Regions from separate parts of the Mus musculus genome. Here all the other regions are linked to region 3. Evidence: chromatin contacts called from public Hi-C data. All regions are on one chromosome and are shown on one strand. The core of a region is the stretch at or near the end of the contact, and the rest is flanking DNA. Distances in the headings are between cores, read along the strand shown. Region 1 has its middle 17 kb from the start of Col22a1. Region 2 has its middle 72 kb from the start of Col22a1. Region 3 holds the start of Peg13 (paternally expressed 13). Region 4 overlaps Col22a1 (collagen, type XXII, alpha 1). Region 5 has its middle 100 kb from the start of Col22a1.

What was found. Hi-C and Micro-C count contacts between places; a contact is called where the count stands out from the background.
Region 1: a Hi-C map of the N1E-115 cell line shows a contact between it and region 3, with 17 times the contacts expected there. The contact joins the enhancer-like site here to the promoter of Peg13 in region 3. A contact is called at or near these places in 3 of 484 Hi-C or Micro-C datasets (the N1E-115 cell line and cerebellum), 4 of 115 datasets of contacts at active chromatin or transcription factors (embryonic forebrain, embryonic midbrain, forebrain and 1 more) and 1 of 9 other capture datasets (embryonic stem cells).
Region 2: a Hi-C map of cerebellum shows a contact between it and region 3, with 1.9 times the contacts expected there. The contact joins the enhancer-like site here to the promoter of Peg13 in region 3. A contact is called at or near these places in 1 of 484 Hi-C or Micro-C datasets (cerebellum) and 3 of 115 datasets of contacts at active chromatin or transcription factors (bone marrow-derived macrophages, embryonic forebrain and large pre-B cells).
Region 4: a Hi-C map of the N1E-115 cell line shows a contact between it and region 3, with 5 times the contacts expected there. The contact joins the enhancer-like site here to the promoter of Peg13 in region 3. A contact is called at or near these places in 1 of 15 datasets of contacts at CTCF or cohesin (large pre-B cells), 10 of 484 Hi-C or Micro-C datasets (B cells, the C2C12 cell line, CD8 T cells and 6 more) and 6 of 115 datasets of contacts at active chromatin or transcription factors (bone marrow-derived macrophages, embryonic forebrain, embryonic hindbrain and 3 more).
Region 5: a contact with region 3 is called in a Hi-C map of the N1E-115 cell line, with 3 times the contacts expected there. The contact joins the enhancer-like site here to the promoter of Peg13 in region 3. A contact is called at or near these places in 2 of 484 Hi-C or Micro-C datasets (the N1E-115 cell line and cerebellar granule neurons) and 3 of 115 datasets of contacts at active chromatin or transcription factors (bone marrow-derived macrophages, large pre-B cells and neural tube).

The regions. Positions count from the first base shown.
Region 1 is chr15:72,049,388-72,052,793 of GRCm38.p6, reverse strand. It overlaps a transcript of Col22a1 not described here. Among named protein-coding and RNA genes, the nearest start is that of Col22a1, 17 kb to the right of the region's middle. Within about 2 kb of position 1,958, at least 10 of the 459 cell types and tissues checked have an H3K27ac peak or open chromatin away from gene starts, as enhancers often do. A contact at or near this core is called in the N1E-115 cell line, where this site is marked.
Region 2 is chr15:72,104,579-72,108,047 of GRCm38.p6, reverse strand. It overlaps a transcript of Col22a1 not described here. Among named protein-coding and RNA genes, the nearest start is that of Col22a1, 72 kb to the right of the region's middle. Within about 2 kb of position 1,862, at least 7 of the 459 cell types and tissues checked have an H3K27ac peak or open chromatin away from gene starts, as enhancers often do. A contact at or near this core is called in cerebellum, where this site is marked.
Region 3 is chr15:72,808,435-72,811,649 of GRCm38.p6, reverse strand. Peg13 (paternally expressed 13) reads left to right here and starts at 1,326. Exons shown (of 1, transcript NR_002864.2): 1 at 1,326-3,215. The region is part of intron 16 of Trappc9 (trafficking protein particle complex 9); the gene reads left to right.
Region 4 is chr15:71,927,848-71,931,332 of GRCm38.p6, reverse strand. The region is part of intron 22 of Col22a1 (collagen, type XXII, alpha 1); the gene reads left to right. Among named protein-coding and RNA genes, the nearest start is that of Col22a1, 100 kb to the left of the region's middle. Within about 2 kb of position 1,977, at least 1 of the 459 cell types and tissues checked has an H3K27ac peak or open chromatin away from gene starts, as enhancers often do. A contact at or near this core is called in the N1E-115 cell line, where this site is marked.
Region 5 is chr15:72,132,690-72,136,171 of GRCm38.p6, reverse strand. It overlaps a transcript of Col22a1 not described here. Among named protein-coding and RNA genes, the nearest start is that of Col22a1, 100 kb to the right of the region's middle. Within about 2 kb of position 1,766, at least 2 of the 459 cell types and tissues checked have an H3K27ac peak or open chromatin away from gene starts, as enhancers often do. A contact at or near this core is called in the N1E-115 cell line, where this site is marked.

The DNA.
Region 1 (3,406 bases), core at 709-3,208, 760 kb after region 3:
AGCTTTTTCTTGTCATCTTCTAAATAATACTGTACACAACCCATTTTCAAGCCCTTACATTATGTGAGGCATCGTTTAAGTCGTCTAGAGAAGGCTGACAATATAGAGGATGCAAAACGCTATACAATCCTATGTAAGGAACTCGAGAAGTGGCAGGTTTTGATTTAGAGTCCTGGAGCTAATCCTTCACAGAGCCTATGGGACATATATACAATATATTTACACGTATATATTATACTCGTAAATATGCATGTCTGCTATAAATGTAAATACACACACTGATCCATACACATGTTTATGTATAATACACATGAACACAAGACTATTCTTTTCAATAACTATTCACTTGTATATCTTAAATGTCTGTCATTTATATTACATATTCAAATATATAATGTATAAGACAATATAATATATAATTTGCCTTATAAAATCTGGATGTCTATTTTATAGTATGCACACATCTTTATTACAAAATGTCACTCCATCCAGATGTCTGAGAGTCCTGTGTCTTCCTGTTGGGTGGCAGTGGCATACATCCTGTGTACATGAGGAGCATAGTGGACACTGAGGGCTCATGCAGAGCTACTGGGTACATCAGAAGGCCATGCCACAGTAGCACTGTGAGTCACTACACTGGGAGGATTGACCTTAGCATCCTTTTCACCTACAGCAGGCATCATGGAGACAAGATTGTGCACATACCATAGGGGAGATATAAGACTACTGACAAACAGAAAATAGAAGCTCAGGTGGGAGGTGACCCCAATCTAAGCAACAGAAAGGGTATGCCTGGCATGGGATTCAGGACTTTGGGCTCTTCTTGGCCTTCAATGCATCCTCTACCTGGTCCTTGTGTCACTTCCTGGGAACCACTGCAGAATGTGATAAATGGAACAAGATTGCCTTGTAGGCCCCGATTCCTTCTTCTACCTTTCTGCATCTCAGGTCTCTGTTCTCTCAGCTCCAGAGATGAAGAATCCAGAGACATTCTCTCTTCTCATGCCTGCATAGCTCATACAAGAGACTCCAGAGGCAGATGCACTGAAGAAGGTTCAAATATGGTAGAAGGGCAGGCAAGTGGCCCTGGTACCTGGCAGGCCAAGATCAGAAAACAAGTGAAGATTTTCCTTCTGTCCAGCAGAGGGAGCCCAAGGACTCCCTGATGGCATGTGAAGGTCAGGGTGATCAAAACATTCTCAGCCTCATTGGGCCTGTGTGTGTTTGTGTGTGTGTGTGTGTGTGTGTGTGTGTGTGCGCGCTAGAAACTTTGAAGAAGCGAATGTTCAAGTCCCACAGGCCATCAGACTGAAGTATCATCTGCTTAGGGAAGGCCGGTCTGTTGCTTCATTCAGACTTCGACTGGATGAGTCAGCTTGTTTGAGAGAGAGAGAACAGTGTGTGTTTCTCAACATCAATGGGCTTAAATGATGATGCCCTTTGAAAGCTCCTCAGAGAAGTTTCCAGAATAATATTTGACCACACATCTCTGAGCCCAGCAGAATGGACTATAGAATTAATTATCCAAAGTCAGAAGTGCAACCAAACCTTTCCTCTCTGGTATACCCCATGCAAATGTCCCTTAGATGTCTGTATTAAAGTAGCCTATTGCTGAGACCCTGAGGGGTCCATGAAGGGAAGAAATTCATTGGCTGGTTTAGCTGTTGTGTAAGCTTCATAAACCCCTGGTGGGCATAGCCTGAAAGTGGCCATACACGGATCATTAAGCTGGTATCATGTCGAGTGAGCTGTGGTTGGGTGGTGGTTACAGCTGGCGGTTATGCCTGGGAATGGCTCCCTCTGGTCTGTAAAGGGGCAGGCAGATGCAGGCATACAGAGTAATTAGGGCCGTAATAAGCAAGGCAGGGTGGTGGAAATGTGCAGAAAGCAAATGCTGGCAACTCCTAGGGGCAGCCATTCACCAACTGCCTCGTATTTGGAAATGTGTCCATTGTGAGAAGCACTTTGCTGTATGTGTGAACAAGATTGAGAGAGTCCACTGACTGTGGCTCATGCAGACCCGGGACACATCCTGAGCCTGAATACTACTCCCAGAGACCCAGACCTCCAAAGGGCAACTGGAGGGGGTGAGACAAAAGGGGCTTCTAGAAAAGGCCCTGGGTGAGAGGACACCGGATCTTAAAGTGTTTAACCTCCCTTCCTCTGCTATTTGGAACTGTCCCTTCCCCTCTTTCCCCCAGCCGCCCCCCACCCCCACCCCCCGGGGAAATCACTGCTTTGCAGACACCACAGGCATGATCACACAGTAGAAGAAATCTGAGATCACAACCCTGGAAGAGGTCACAGCTCTAGTCAGGAACCATTACTCCTACTGGCACCAGGGGGCGCTCTCCCACCAGGAATCATCCCGACAGAGCCATACATATGCAGCCCTGGTCTGGACGGGACTCTAGAAAAGATCTTTCACCCCTCTCTGTACTGGTCTGGCCCTTTGTGGCAATCCATGGAATGTGACCCCTCTTAGGGCTTGGGCTGGTCTGAGATTGACATCTATCTATAGGAAACCAGAGAAGGCTACCTTAGTCACTGCTGTGAAGAGACACCATGACCAATGACCAAGGTAACTCTTATAAAAAAGAAAGAATTCAATTAGGGGCTTCCTTATAAAAGTTAGTACATTATTGTCATGGCAGAAAGCACACAGACAAATGTAGAACTGGAGAAATAGTTGAGAGTTCTACATCCTAATCTTCAGGCAGCAGGAAGAGAAAGGTGCTGGGCCTGGCATGGGCTTTTAAAATCTCAAAGCACACCCACTTCCCTAGTGACATACTTCCTCCAACAAAATGATACTTACTCCAACAGGGCCACACTTCCTAATCCATATAACCCTTTCAAAGAGCTTCACACCTTGGTGATTACACATTTAAGTATATGAGTTTACAGGGGGTCATTCTTATTTAAACCATCACAGTAGCCTAGTGGGCCCTCAGATAAGAGCAATATACCTCCAGTTGTTAGATCCTCCAAGTCTCTGTACTGGGGTACCTGGCTTTCTCTTGACTGTTCCATCACTCAACATGGGCCCTCTCCTCCTAGTATCATGGTGGTAGAGCACTTTGCTTCAAATGGAAACATTCTGTCATGGAATGAAGTTCATTAAGCCTAGAAAGTTCTGAAGGGAGGCTCATTAAAACCCAGACATCAAACAACCCACAAGCCTCAGGATGTTCCTGAAACCAGATTTGCAAAGTCCCTTCCTCCCCAGGGTTGTAAAGCAGGAAGAACAACTGAAGAGGAGAGATCTGTTGAGCTACCTGAAAGCCATGCAGAGAACTCTGGGGTTCCAGCTTTCCTGATTCACTATCCATGTTTGGGTGAGCTTTCAGGGATGTAGTTCCTGCTAGCAAAGTCAACTTCGTGAACCAACGAGTTCATTGCATTT
Region 2 (3,469 bases), core at 613-3,112, 700 kb after region 3:
TGTTGGCCATGGCCAGTTTTATAGTGTGTGTGTGTGTGTGTGTGTGTGTGTGTGTGTGTGTGTGAGAGAGAGAGAGAGAGAGAGAGAGAGAGAGAGAGAGAGAGAGAGAGAGAGATCTTTGCTGAGCTGTTGTTGACTGGTGCTTGGGCAGTGCCAGCAGAAGCCGGAGGGTAGCAGAGAATGGATGGGTTTTCTTGGTTGCCCCTTCTCAACTCAGTACCACAACTTAGCAGTAACTGCTGCTTTCTGGTGGCCTCTCTTACACAGCTCCAGCTCTGCTGAGCTGATCAGATCATGTCTAACCTTTGCTTTCCAAGCTGAGGCGTTTGTCCATCAGGCTGTGTGTGATACTTCTCTCAGCGTTCCCTTTACCACAGCAAATCTTTCCTAATATCTGTGGAGCAATGAAGCATAACTCAGTTTCTTCAATATAGCACTGACCTGACAGATTGCTTCCACTAAGCATATTGGTTTGTTCTTCCATCCCACATTGACCATTGGGTTGCTGAATAAGATTGAAGGTAGAGAATAGATATATTGGTAAACATTAATTTTAAAGGGTGGCTGTTTTTAGCCTGGTATCTATAGATCTCAGCTTTACAAAGGATGCTTAGAGGCCAATGGCCCAAGTTCTTGAACGCCTATGATCTCTTTCAACTTGCCTCCTCTGGCAGAAACAGAATGTTCCATTGGTTCAGAGTCAAGCCAACATACTTATCAACTGATCTTAGCAAATATTAAAATTCTTAGTCTGGTTCTGTCACCCCCAAAACACTGACAGTACAGGCAAGTTCAAATGCTTTACCCAAAATGCTAGGCCCAGGATTGTAGCACAAGCCAGCAAATTTTCAAACTGTAGAAATTCAATCCCCAAAGTGAATGTTTCAAATATTGCAAGTACCCCAAGAGAGTCAAGGCCAAGACACCGTAGTAAAGCTCATCTGTGCTTTTTCCAAGCAGACATAAATATTCATAAAAAAGAAATGAAAACTATAAATAGTGTCAAGCTGTTTCTAGCCAGGTTTCCCTACAGAACAGGTTGCAAAGCCCCTGGCTTCCACTTTGCTTTGTTTTGTGGTTTTGATGTTTTCTTTTTTTCACTTTTTAAATTTTGCTTGTTGGTTCTTGTGTTCCAGCTAGTTTGTAACTACATTAGTTGATGCACCTGCAACTGGCAGCCCAGTAGCAAGCAGACAATGGGCTCAATCATTCAACAGATATTAGTGGTTGCCACACGTTAACATAATAGAAGGAGCTACAATATACTGATAGATAATGCCCATCTACACAAGAAACAAAGAACTTATATAGTGTCAAGTTTTTTGGTTCATGATGGGTGTGTTGGGCCCCAGAAAGAAGCATGTGTGAGCTCAGATATAGGTGATAGATCTTAGATATGAGTTCAGTAGTTGGATCATAAACTCTGGGTTCTCTTATGTATATCTGTACTCAATACAAGATTAAAGCTCACTGTAAGGAGGGATCTAGAAGGGACCACAGGGGACTATAATATATACCACAGGGGATACACACACACACACACACACACACACACACACACACACACACACACACACACATCTGTGCTGTGAAGGGTGTGCTGGGAGAGAGATTCATAGATGGGTTTGAACTATCCAGTGAGCTCTGTAGACTAATGTAAAAGGATTTGCATACATCCATTTCCTCTCCTCCATCTCATTTCAAAAATACAGAGAGAGAGGTGCAGATGCCCAGAAGAGCTTGGAGACAGAGGCTGTGGCAGGAGGCGGGCATGCTGTTCCAGAAGGCTGACCCTCTTGATGTGTCTGCTCCCACTGGATTTGATTGTGACAGCCTGCAGCTGCTCCTGGACCCTGTAATAGGATTATTCTGGCAGAGGACACTTCAGGGCTAATTAGCATAAGGATACCTTCCAGGTTTCTAGGGTTGGGGCCTGGCAAATGATAAAAGGGCCCGGTCTTGGAAGGTGCTCTCTGAGATATTGAAGTGGGTTAGAGAGGGGGCCTGTCACATCTGGTTGCTGTGATAATTAGATTAGGGTACAGAGAGGAAGGGAGAGAAGAAGGCAGCCAAGGCAACCTGTGGGGCCCGGGTGGGAAAACCAGCCACAGGGATGACTCTAGAGGGTCACTCTGGACAGGAGTGGCAGAGCCAAAGTCAAGACACTGACTCACGAAACATCCAGTCTCCAAGGGGGCCTTCACTGCTGTGTGCACCATCTCCCAGTGAGCAGTCACCCAATGTTCTTGTTTAGTCGTGATCTGCAGGCCATGTCCATTCTAGGTCAGTGACTTGGCATTGACTGGGGTGTAGCTGGGCATCTGTAGCTGAAGGTTCTAGATGCTTCTGATGAATGCAGTTCCTTTCACACCAGTGTTACTCAACTCTAATGTACCGATGGTGATGTTGGCATAAACAGATCCTTCTGAGGTTAAACAGAGTCTGCCATCTCATTGCACTGAGCCCTTTGGCCATGGCAAATGTATGTTAACCTCCGGAGTGATCCTGCAGTGTTGACTGTGTTGCTATTGATCTACTGAGATGCTGAGGAGACCCAGGAGTTGAATGAAGCCACACAGCAACAAAATGTAGGTTCCTGGTTGGTGCTTGCTTGAGCTTTCTCCTCTTGTTCTGTTCAGCATGCAATGGCTCCTGATACTCCTACCATCATCTTACCCTTGTCTGCCACTCAGTCAGAATGCCCTCACCCACTAACTTTCTCAAAGTCCTCTCTTCTCAGCGATCTTCTGTAAACCCAGCTATCCTCTGACTCTATCTATGACTGTATTTGATCACCCATGTCACATAGAGAAACTTTATGTCTTTCTATATGTACACTCATGCATGCTTTAACATACATAGACAAATTTGTACACACATACAAATACACACAAAGGTCATGCACGCAAATACGTGTATTTATATGTGCATACATACAAACAAACAAATAAATATAAATAAAGCAAATTCACAAACACACATAATAGTACACAAATGCACTCCCACACCCATACTCCATACCCACACCTAGACAGATGATAGATAGACAGACAGACAGATATCACACACCTTCCTACATTCACCCTAGCTTCAAGCTTTTTCTTATACCTTGGCCTGGCAATCCCTTGTCTTTCCTGGCCTAGAGGGCCTTTCCCAGCATGTCTTACTTAAGAATCTTGGTAATTCATAGGACTGGAGTCCGAACTTGACTTCATTCATCATAATGCACTGTGCAAGGAGAGAGCATTGTCATAACTAGGCTTTGAGATACTGCTCAACGTCTGAGCTGTGGTCTGCTGGCTCTTCCAGTATTATGGTATTATGATTCTGTCATGTGACCATTATCAGAAACGGTGGATTCTTATATATGCCACATTTACTAACCTCCGTGGTCTGAGTGCAGAGATGTGTGAGCTGAAGTCTGAAGTGTTATCTGCTGCATAGCTGTACCAGTCACATGTCAAGCCCT
Region 3 (3,215 bases), core at 77-2,576:
AAGCTTTAACTAAATTCTATCATGATCTGAAGGCAGAGGCAAACTAACAATTAGCATATAAAACCCCGTGGAACAAAAGGAGCCTACTGTCAATCAAACAACCCCTGCAGGAGGCAATCAAAGATTTTATTGGGGTAAAATAACTGATAACCAGAATGCAGGAAGGCGACCCAACAAACATAGTTATAAAATTACCCTCCCCCAACACACACCCAAAAACCCCCAAAACCAAAAAAACCCTCCCCCAACACACATCCAAAAAAAAAAAAAAAAAAAAAAAAAAAGAAAGAAAAAAAAAAGAAAAAGAAACAAACACATCTCTACTCAATTTCTTAGGGAAGGTTCTGATTCCTAGCCTCTTGTTGCCTCATGTGTGGCCCTCACTAACATGAGGCTCTCCCCTGTGAATACTGAAGAAAGAAGAGGAGTGTCAGGGACACAGGGGCTCTTCCCTCGGACCATTGCGTGCGGCACCCTTCCCAGCGTGATCAACAAATAAAATGAAAATACTTTGCTTCCTTGCTACAAGATGCCATATTGCTGGAATATTTAGAAATATAAAAAGGTGGGACTTTAAACTTTCAGCTTTTGGTTAGAAATTATTAGTGCGTCACATATTGCCCTCCGGTGAGCCCTGGGAAACCCCGTTGCCCGGCCCTTCCTGGTAATCCAACCCAATGAGCTTCTTAAAGCTCATTTTGGAAGACATAGTCCTTATTGTTAGCAAATCGCACATGAATCGGGATCAAATTATTGGTTCGGCAGACCAGTAAGGGTACACTGGTCACCCTTGGCCTCTTGTCACTGGGGCACCCAGATTACCACTGCAAAAGGATAGTCCATGGCTCTCACAGTCTGTGCAACAGTGAGGCAGCCTGAATTTCCCTCACAGGAGGGGCTAAGCAGGGAGAGCTATGGGCAGGGCTGCGCCGCACCGCAATGCCGGATGTTCCCCATGCGCCTTCAGTGGACCCGGCTACGTTCCTAACATTGAGCATTTTTTGCTGCTGCAGCCTGGTTCTAGGTGGAACACCGTCACCCTGCAGACATAGTGGGACATTCATTTTTGTCATATCATTATTGCTTGGACACCCTCACTCTGAAGACCCGGCAGGGCGTCCTTAGGCTGTGGATCGTCACCCTGTGTGACAGCATGGATTATCCAGGTAGATGCTATACCACTGGGGCCGTGCGCCAGTCACCATTGGGGTACCCACGTTCTCTCTCTCCCCGTGCCCCTAAACCAAGGACCAAGAGTCATTCTTACCCGCTAGATGGCACCACAGAATGCATTCTTAAAGTGCATTCTGTCGCATTGCCACGCCTGCGCACTGAGATCCGCTGACTGCCTTGCTGCCATGGCCGCGGTGTACCGAGTATTTGTGTGGATAGCCTTCCCTGCCAACTCAGTGGAGCACCCTTAGGCTGCAAGTCTCCATCCAGTGTGGCTGCGCACCGATACCCTAAGGGTTGCTACCTCAGTAGAACCATTCTGATCAACTGTGGGGCCTCATTGTGTGGGCTGCCGGCCTCGTGGACTGGCGTTCCTACCCGGTAGAGGGCGCCGCAGAATGTGTCTCCACCGAGCAGATTGCCGCATTGCCGCACCTGCGCACTGAAGTCTGAGCGGACTCGCCCAGCAGACTGCGTCACAGCTGCCTGCATTCCAGATCTCGACAGACGTCTCTAAAGACTGCAGACTGCGGCACGGCTGGAAGCTGAGCGAACCCCTTTACTACAGCTCTGTGACCACGAACCGAAGAGGACCCGGTGGCTTGTTAGCCCATCTTATTGAGATTTTAGGCCTTGTGTGATAGCTCATCCAAGCGCTGGTGCTATGTAGACGATCATTGCCGCGGCTCTCCGGCCAGCTTCGGCTCTCCGGGAAGATCCGCGGCCTTTACTCTGAAAATGGTTGGATAGAAGACCTGCGACACTGCCGCGGAGCCGGGAGTTTTTCACTTGTGGTGGTGACCGAGGAATGGGCAAAAGGAGGCACAGAAAAAGCCCAGATATCTGTGTCGGTGCAGTTCGTGCGAGGATACCTTCGAGCGTTGAGATACCTTCGAGCACAGAACCCTGCAGCTTGCGATGCAACGGAGAGCTTGGCCGATCTTTTTACCCTGGAGACGCTAGCACAGAGGCTCGCCATCACCCTGTGGATAGGCGCATTGTGGTTGTAGCACAATGATGAGCCATGGAGGTCTCCACGCTTGGCTGGGACTTGGGCGTATGCCGTTACCCAGCCAACGCCTGTACAGCTCTTTGTTATCTTAATCCTGGGGAATTACATATATTTGTGGCTGCACTTCAGTGACTGAACGGATGTTCTTACCTTGGGGATAGAGGCACAGTGGAGCTGCGCACGGATACCCAACGAAGCAACCTTAGAGGGTGGATCACTTGAATGGTTTTGGTGGCGCACTAAGGTTCTGCATGATATTTTTTTTCCCCGCGGATGGTGGCGCAGCAGAGCTGTGCACAGATAACCTCAGAGTGCCTCACCCTATATGGCTGCTGCTTGCGCACTAAGGAATCAAATGGATATCCTTATTTTGGATGATGGTTTAACAGAGTCTGAACTACTTGGCGGATGCCTGCATTGTGGTGGCTGAGCACCAAGTGCCCGAGTGGATTTTAACCTGAGATGTTGGTATAGCAGAAACCCGTATTTGTGGATAAGTGCATCTTGACAGCTGCGTTTGAAAAGCCTAAGAGGATCTTATCCCGAGGATGGTGTTTCTGAGCATCCTTACCCTGAGTGTAACTACATTGTGACTGCTGCACACTAAAAATTTGGGCTTCTTTGATTTATTTATTTATTTATTTATTTTGCCCTAAGGATAAGGGCATTGTGAAACGTCCTTCCTTCCTTTGTGTGGTGGCTGTGTACTAAGGATCAGAGAAGATTTTATTCCGGGAATGGAGGTGGAGTATTTAGACCCCGCAGGCCACTCTGTGGCCATAGCTGCATACAAAGGTTGGGTATGGTAAGAGCGATCATCTTTACCATGTGGATATATACATTGCAGCATCTGGGCATTAAGGATCCAGGCTGATGTTATTTTGGAGCTGGTGGCACAGTGAGAAGCGTCCTTTTACTGTTCCATTGTGTTGGCTGTATACTAAGAATCTAGGCAGATACCCTTATCTTGGGGACGAAGGCACAATGGAGCGCCCTTGCCCAGATGGTAGCCTCATTGTTGTGGCTGCAC
Region 4 (3,485 bases), core at 728-3,227, 880 kb after region 3:
CCATGTTTCCACACCTTGTGTTGAGCTCTGACATTGCATAGATATTCTGCTATCTCTCTCATAATTTCCCCAAAAGATGTGCACTCTCCAGTCGGATGCTCAAAGTCCCCTAAGGCTAGGTTATATCAGGTCTCTTGGGAGGTGGATAAAGATGATGAGATATTCTGAAGAGAAGGGAAGCCCAGCTTAGAGAAGGCTGCCATGCTTCCAGGGAGTGATGTGGGAGCAGATACTGTCTGTTGCAGCCCTGTAGTTAATGGGATGCTAAAGATGGCTGCACAACATAGGAAGTGTTCATAGAAGGGAGCTACTATGACTTATGTGTACTGATCTCTAGTTTGGGCATGAATCAGTTAAAACTCCAAAGTCATGGCCTTGGGGACTTTGCCCCTTCCATTCCCCTTTCCACATTTTTTTCTTGGTCTTTTGGTCTTTTCCCTTTGTCCTACCCTAGCCTTATATCTTCCTCCCTTTCCTTCTACTATAAGTTCAACAAAAGTTTCTTCATCATCGACTCGCCATGGTGGTGGTCTACTGAGGGTACCTACTGCTGATATTCTGGCAGGCAGAGGGATGCAGACACAGCTGTTTAGTGTTTAAGCAGTTGGTGTGGAAAGGTCCCAAAGAGAATGCTGGGCTTGAGCAGGCTCTCAGGCAATGGGGTAGCTGGCCAGGCTGACAGCTGTAGAAAGGACATGAGCAGCCTTTACTGGGGCCCTGGGACAGGGACTTCTTGGCATATCTAGGGAAGGCATTCTTAGAGCCATCAAGGGTCTAGCAGGGGGAATGAAGCTAAGAGAACCTGAGAACAATTAGTGTTCAGCCCTGGAGGTCTTTGAAGGACTGTGTTTTTTATTTAGTATGAAGTGTGGAGCAATATGGGCTGCCTTCACCATGTTCTATTATGGGAAAATATGCAAACATTGAAAGAATAGCCTAGTGAACCTCTATATTCCCATATCCACTTCAACATTTATGAAGTCATTGAAACGTCTGTTTTATTTATATCAACACTCAGTCTGCCCATCACTGGGCTTGAGTTTGGAAGCAATTCTTAGTCCTGCAATTTACATATGAATATTTTAGCACACTGTCTCCAAAAGATAAAGGATTTTTTTATGAGAAACTGAACTGTAATACCATGATCCAACCCAAATCTGCTTGAAATTTCATCAAATATTTACCCCAGTACTCAGCGTGTTCTGACTTCTTTGTGCCTGACTGCATTTGCTCATTGTCATGTTTGATACCACAGCGAGGATCCAGACTTGTGCTCTGAAACCATTCATTTGAGTTTGGAAACAATTATAGAGGGAAGAGGGAGACCATCAGTCAGGAGCCTCCTGATGACCAAATGATAAGATGGAATCTCGGTTCAGAGTTGGACACACATGGAGGCTGCAGAAGTTGTTGAGGTCCCAACATGGCTCAGTTCATAGGCTGGGCATGGAGAAGACTGGGTAAAAGGCAGAAGGTGGTTCCTGAGGGTCCATGGTCTAGCACAGGGAAGCAATAAGTAAGACATTGCTGCAGGGTGCACTGGGAGAACTGAGGGTCTGTCTCTTGCTCTGCTGCCTCTAATGGCTTAACAATTGGTGACTTGGGGAATTCAGGGACTTCTGCCCCTCTTCTAGTCTGGAATTGCTCACCATTTCTGGCTGTGTTCCATCCTGTGAGCGTTGTTTGAGTTTAATGCCTGCAACAAAAACGGAAGAGAGAAACAGCTAATTGAGATGTTGTGGGCTCAGGAGCAGCTTCCTGTGACATTAGTCCCTGGCTGAGTCAGGACTGCCTGAGATAGGATGACTTACTCAAAAGTCGTATCGCTGCTTCTCTTGCTTGCCACCTGTCATTTCCTCCCCATCGATTTCCATCAAAGAAGCATCAAGAAGCACTCCTAAACATCAGGATGCACACTCGGGCTTCATGAAGGAATGGAACAGATTAAAAAAAAATTAGACTGTGAATGAAGATAGCCTAAAACAACAGGTAGGAGAAGGAATCTGGGCCCACTTTTTAAAAAGAGAGAGAAAGAGAGAGATTAGTCATAGACAGACAGCAGAATCTTTGGCAAGGTAAATGCACTCATTTTGGACAACACTGATGTTTTTCTCGATTGGCATGGTGAACGCAGATGATTGGTACCCAGGCTGAAGCGATACCTAGCTCCTTGTTACAGCACAGTAGATAAGGAGTGCTTGCCTGCACTTTGCCATAGCCTACCCATTTGCCTGATCTAGAAGGTAAGGAGGAGACAGGAACCATTGTCAATTGGAGTTAGGACCTGAGCAATTTTATCGGAATCTGGAACATTCTAGTGCAAGAGCCAGAGCCAGCCTTAGGTTTGTAACTGCACGTTTAGTGTTTCACACCTATAAAACATGAGTTTATATATGCGTGAAAAACTTATCCAATACATAGAATCATCTGGAATATACATCGGTAATGTCTTGGGTAACTTGTGTACTAGAAAAAAATGAATCAAAGGTGTAATCAGGTCTCTGGGCACACACATGACTGTGTAGCATGAAGAAGGGCAGGGCCCAGGACTAGTATCTGGTCAGCTGGGTATGGACCTTGGACAAGGGAATGTCTAGTATGAGAGGAGAAAAATTGGGTGTCACCTAGCTCTTTATGCTGAGTCCTAGAGGGATCTTGTTTTGGCAAGACAAAAATGTGTCCAGAACTTTAGCTAAGTGTAAAATTTGGAATACTGAATCATGAGGATGAAGTTCATGGCAACCCACAGTGGGAAGCCAGTTCCCTTCCCAAACTCCTCCTGATCTCTGTTCTTTGCTCTTTGCACAAGCTCACGGCAATCTCTTATAGACCTTTGGTTATTTTCACACCTCCTGGTTTCCTCCCATCAGTTATGGAAAACTAAATAGATAATCCTCTCCAAGTTGAGGTTCCCTTTCGCCTCAAGACAGAGGCTCCCTGTACTGCCTGTGTTATTTCCTATGTACCAGCGTCAGGAGGGCACACTCTTCTAATGGCATACATCTTTGTAGGACTAGTGCCAAGGGGTGGTAGAAACAAGTGGTTGGCAGTCACTGAAGGGCAGGATTGCAACTTTGCAAGTTTTCCTCTGCATGTGTGTGTAGTAGTTTATATGTGTGTGAGGACATGTGTGTGGAGGCCAGAAGTCAATGCTAGGTATTTTCTTTCCACTGAATATGTTATTTCCTCCACAATAGGATGTGAGACAAGGCTCCTCGATTGTATTAGATACATTGGATACAGTGTAAGGTCCATGAGCTGCAGGAGTCTGTCTCTTTCCACTTAGTGCTAATTTCCTGATGTTCAGACCCAAGCCTTCATGCTTCACTCACTTAGCCGTCTCCCTACCCTGACTTTCCTTTTACATTTGTCATTTGGTTTTCACAAAGTACCATGGGGTATGGTATCTTAGTCTCAGATTAGTAACTAGGGGGTCTGAAGAAATGGGTCAGAGTCTCCAGCGTCACCTAGTCTCTAAGGTGACA
Region 5 (3,482 bases), core at 517-3,016, 680 kb after region 3:
GTGGAGCTCCTAAGGGGAACCCTGTCAGCCACAGTAAGATGAGTATAATTACAGGAGTCCTGCCAAGTGCCCAGGGGAGACAAGGGAGTCAGGAAGGGAGCAGGTTTGAAGAGGCTATGATAGCCTTGAATGGAGAAAGAGACTGTAAACTAAGAAGGTCAGGTTATTTTCAGAAGTAGAAATAAAGTTAATGAATGGATTCTTGTTTAGAAACTTCAGAAGCAACAGAACCCTGTCAACATTTGATTTTTAGTTCATTGACCTAACTTTCTGACACATGACCCCCAAGGAGCAAGAAAATAAATTACTACCAGTGAGCTACTGAGCTGTTCTTAATTTGTCATAGATATGATCAGCATCCATCTTTAAATATATTATTCTTCCCAGAGAGTCCAAACTCTAAAACAGGGTCTCCTTTTTGTAGCCCATAGGCAGTTGTATCTCAGGCAATTTGCCCTTTTCAGTGGTCCATTTAAATTGGGAGATTTTATTCTTCTAATTTGAGGAAGTCCTGAGGTCTTTGCGTGAATTACAAATGAAGAGAAGTGACATAGAGAATTGCTTTTGAGCATATGTCATTGTGTATTAATTCCTGAAGACCATCAACATGTAAGAGATGGAGTCCATGGAGTTCCTTGTTAGCATGGAATTGTGTTAATGCTGCCTTCTTTGTCCTAAGCTAGCTCTCTGTCCACTATGCTGTCACCTTTCTCCTTCCACTTCTGATGCTCCTGCCCAGAACAGGGACCAGCAGTGCTTCGCTTTGCTAATCAGAGGAAACTGTAGGAAATCCTGAGGCTACCATCCAGATTAGATTCAATGTATTTACTGACAGCTGCAGGAAATGATCTCATGGTGGGAACTGAAGAACAATAAGAGAATGGTAGACTCACAATTGCCCCATAAAAGTCACTCAAATCCCCTTCCAGGAATGATTGTCAATTAATAGGGCAGTAAAGATGAGAATGGAAACATAAGATGCTTCTGAGACTGAACTAGGGAAAAAATAGCTGGGCTCATCTGGTAGAGAGGGACACATTTTCCATCTCTGGTTTTCTAGTCATTATATTATGTCACACAAATTTAATAATCTGAAAGTCAACCTTTACCATCTATTTAGGGAGCCACCAGGAAAGTATGGCTTTGCATTATTGGAAGATTGTGCTTAATCAGAACTTGGTTATTGAAAGAAAGCAGACATGACATGTGTTCCTTTGCTGGTGTTTAAAATGTAGCATCACAATGTATAAATATCTTGAGTCTCTCTTTCCTCATGTGTTACCTCTATCACATTTATGCCACCACATAGTGGGTTCATTTTTTCCTCGCACCAAGGTGTAATATGAATACATCAATGACCTTTAAACTCTTAATATCTAATTTTTGAACTTGAGTCCACATTCAGATAGAAGGAATGATTGGTATTAGAATGAACTAAAATTTAAGCAAGATTTATTAAATTTAAGAAGATGTAGTTCCCACATTTTCTGTCTCCAAAACACCTTCCTATCTGCTGTCCACACATACAAAAACTATCCTATGTTGTCTAGGATAAAGTGTCAATCCAAAATGAAGCCGTGCAAGAAGCAATGGTTTTATTAAACCAGAGTCCCTGTGCTCCCAGGACTCTGTGCTGAGGTTCTACTAGGGACAATATTGCTCTTTGTGCTTTCATAAAATGTTATTTGAGGTCATCCTCGAGTGGTACTTTCCATCATTCTCAGACACGATAAGCTGATTAAGATGAGGTGACTCACCCCGGCAATGGATGGCCGAGGTGGTAGGAGGCTAAGCTGAAACTACGCATCCGATTCAAGCTCCTCATTTTCTGAGCAGTGAAACCCAGACTGAAGAAAGGAAATGAACTTTCCCAAGTCTCGTCTACAAGTGGGGATGGTGCAAACTCTGGGCTTGCACATCAGAACATTTTCCTTTTGATGTTAAACAACTGAAGTATATGAAAAGAAAGAAGGAAGCTTTGATGTTGCCTCACCCCTTGTTTTGCTGTGTGTTAGGGAGCATTAAGGGCAGGTAGGAACACTCAGACAACCAGGTAAAATCCCCTTTAAATAATCAGTAATGCCAACTGTTAACTCTAATGTTTGGTTAAAGTATAAAAGTGTGCATTCTTTCTAGCATAATTGACCTCCTGGTTCAAAATATCCATTTTTTTTTACTTGTTCAAATAAATTTCAGATTGAAAAAAAGAAGGTATATTTAAGAACACGACATTGTCTCCTCCTCATATACCCTCAGCCTTAGGAAGATTCTCGACTAGATAAAATTTCTATTAATTATTGTGTATTCTTTTGCATGCTGATTGATTGTACTTACAGACTCATACAATGTTGGTGTTTAAAGGAGTATGGATGCTTCTAGTAGTTACCTGTTTAGTTGCTGAAACAGAACACCTGTCAAAAACACCTCAAGGCAGGAAGAGTTATTTTGGCTTACATTTCCAAAGTAATTGCCCACCATTGGTGGGAAGAGAATAGCAGCAGGAGGCAGCTAGGCACATCGCATGCCCAGTGAAGAGCTTAGCAAAGAGTGGAGAATGCATGTGCCCAGATAGTTTTCTTCTAGGTATCTAGCCCATGGAATGATACCTACTACATTTAGTATGGTTTATTTCACACCCATTAACCTAATCTTGATAATACCTCACTGACATGCCCAAAGGTTTGGTTCCATGGTGATTATAAATCCTATCAAGTTGAAAATCAACATTAACCATCACACCCACTTCTTGTATTTAAATAGGTACCCCAGAGTGAGATGTAGCTGCATCCACCTCTTGTCTTTCCAAAGGCTAATGGTATATCCTTGCGGGAGGAAGTACATCACTATGGGTTGAGCTTTGGAATTAATGGCCTGCACCACTTTCATGTTGCTCCTTAACTTCCTGTTTGCATTTGAAGATATGATCTCTCAGCTTCCTTCTCCTACTTCCATCCATGTTGGGTACTGTTCTTCCACCATAGGATAAACTCGTATCCCTCTGGAACTATAGGTCAAATCAACTCTTCCTTCTTAAGTTGTCGTGACCATGGTGTTTTATCACATTACTAGAAAAGTAACTAACACAGATGTGAACAATTTCTCATCCTCTTGGATCCTGTTCCTGAGTCCGGGAGTCAGGTCTGTACTGTCCTGTGTCAGACAGAGACTTAGCATACTTGGCTTCATTTTCTTTTATCTTTTTTCATATTACACAGTGGGCAAAGCAGCCAACCCTCAGTGTAGATTAGATTGTTTCCTTATTTCTGCCTCTCTGCTCTGGTATGCCTGGAGTTAAAGGGGTCTGATGCGGGAACAGTGGCTTACACATCAGTTATGGGAATCATGGGCTTGAAATGGGGCAGTTAACATGCCAAATCTCACCACCGCTCTCCTTTTCTATTGCTCATAAGAACAGTGCATCATATAATTTTCTCTTTTCTCAAGACATGCACCTCACCCATCCTTATTCCTTGTATTCTCTT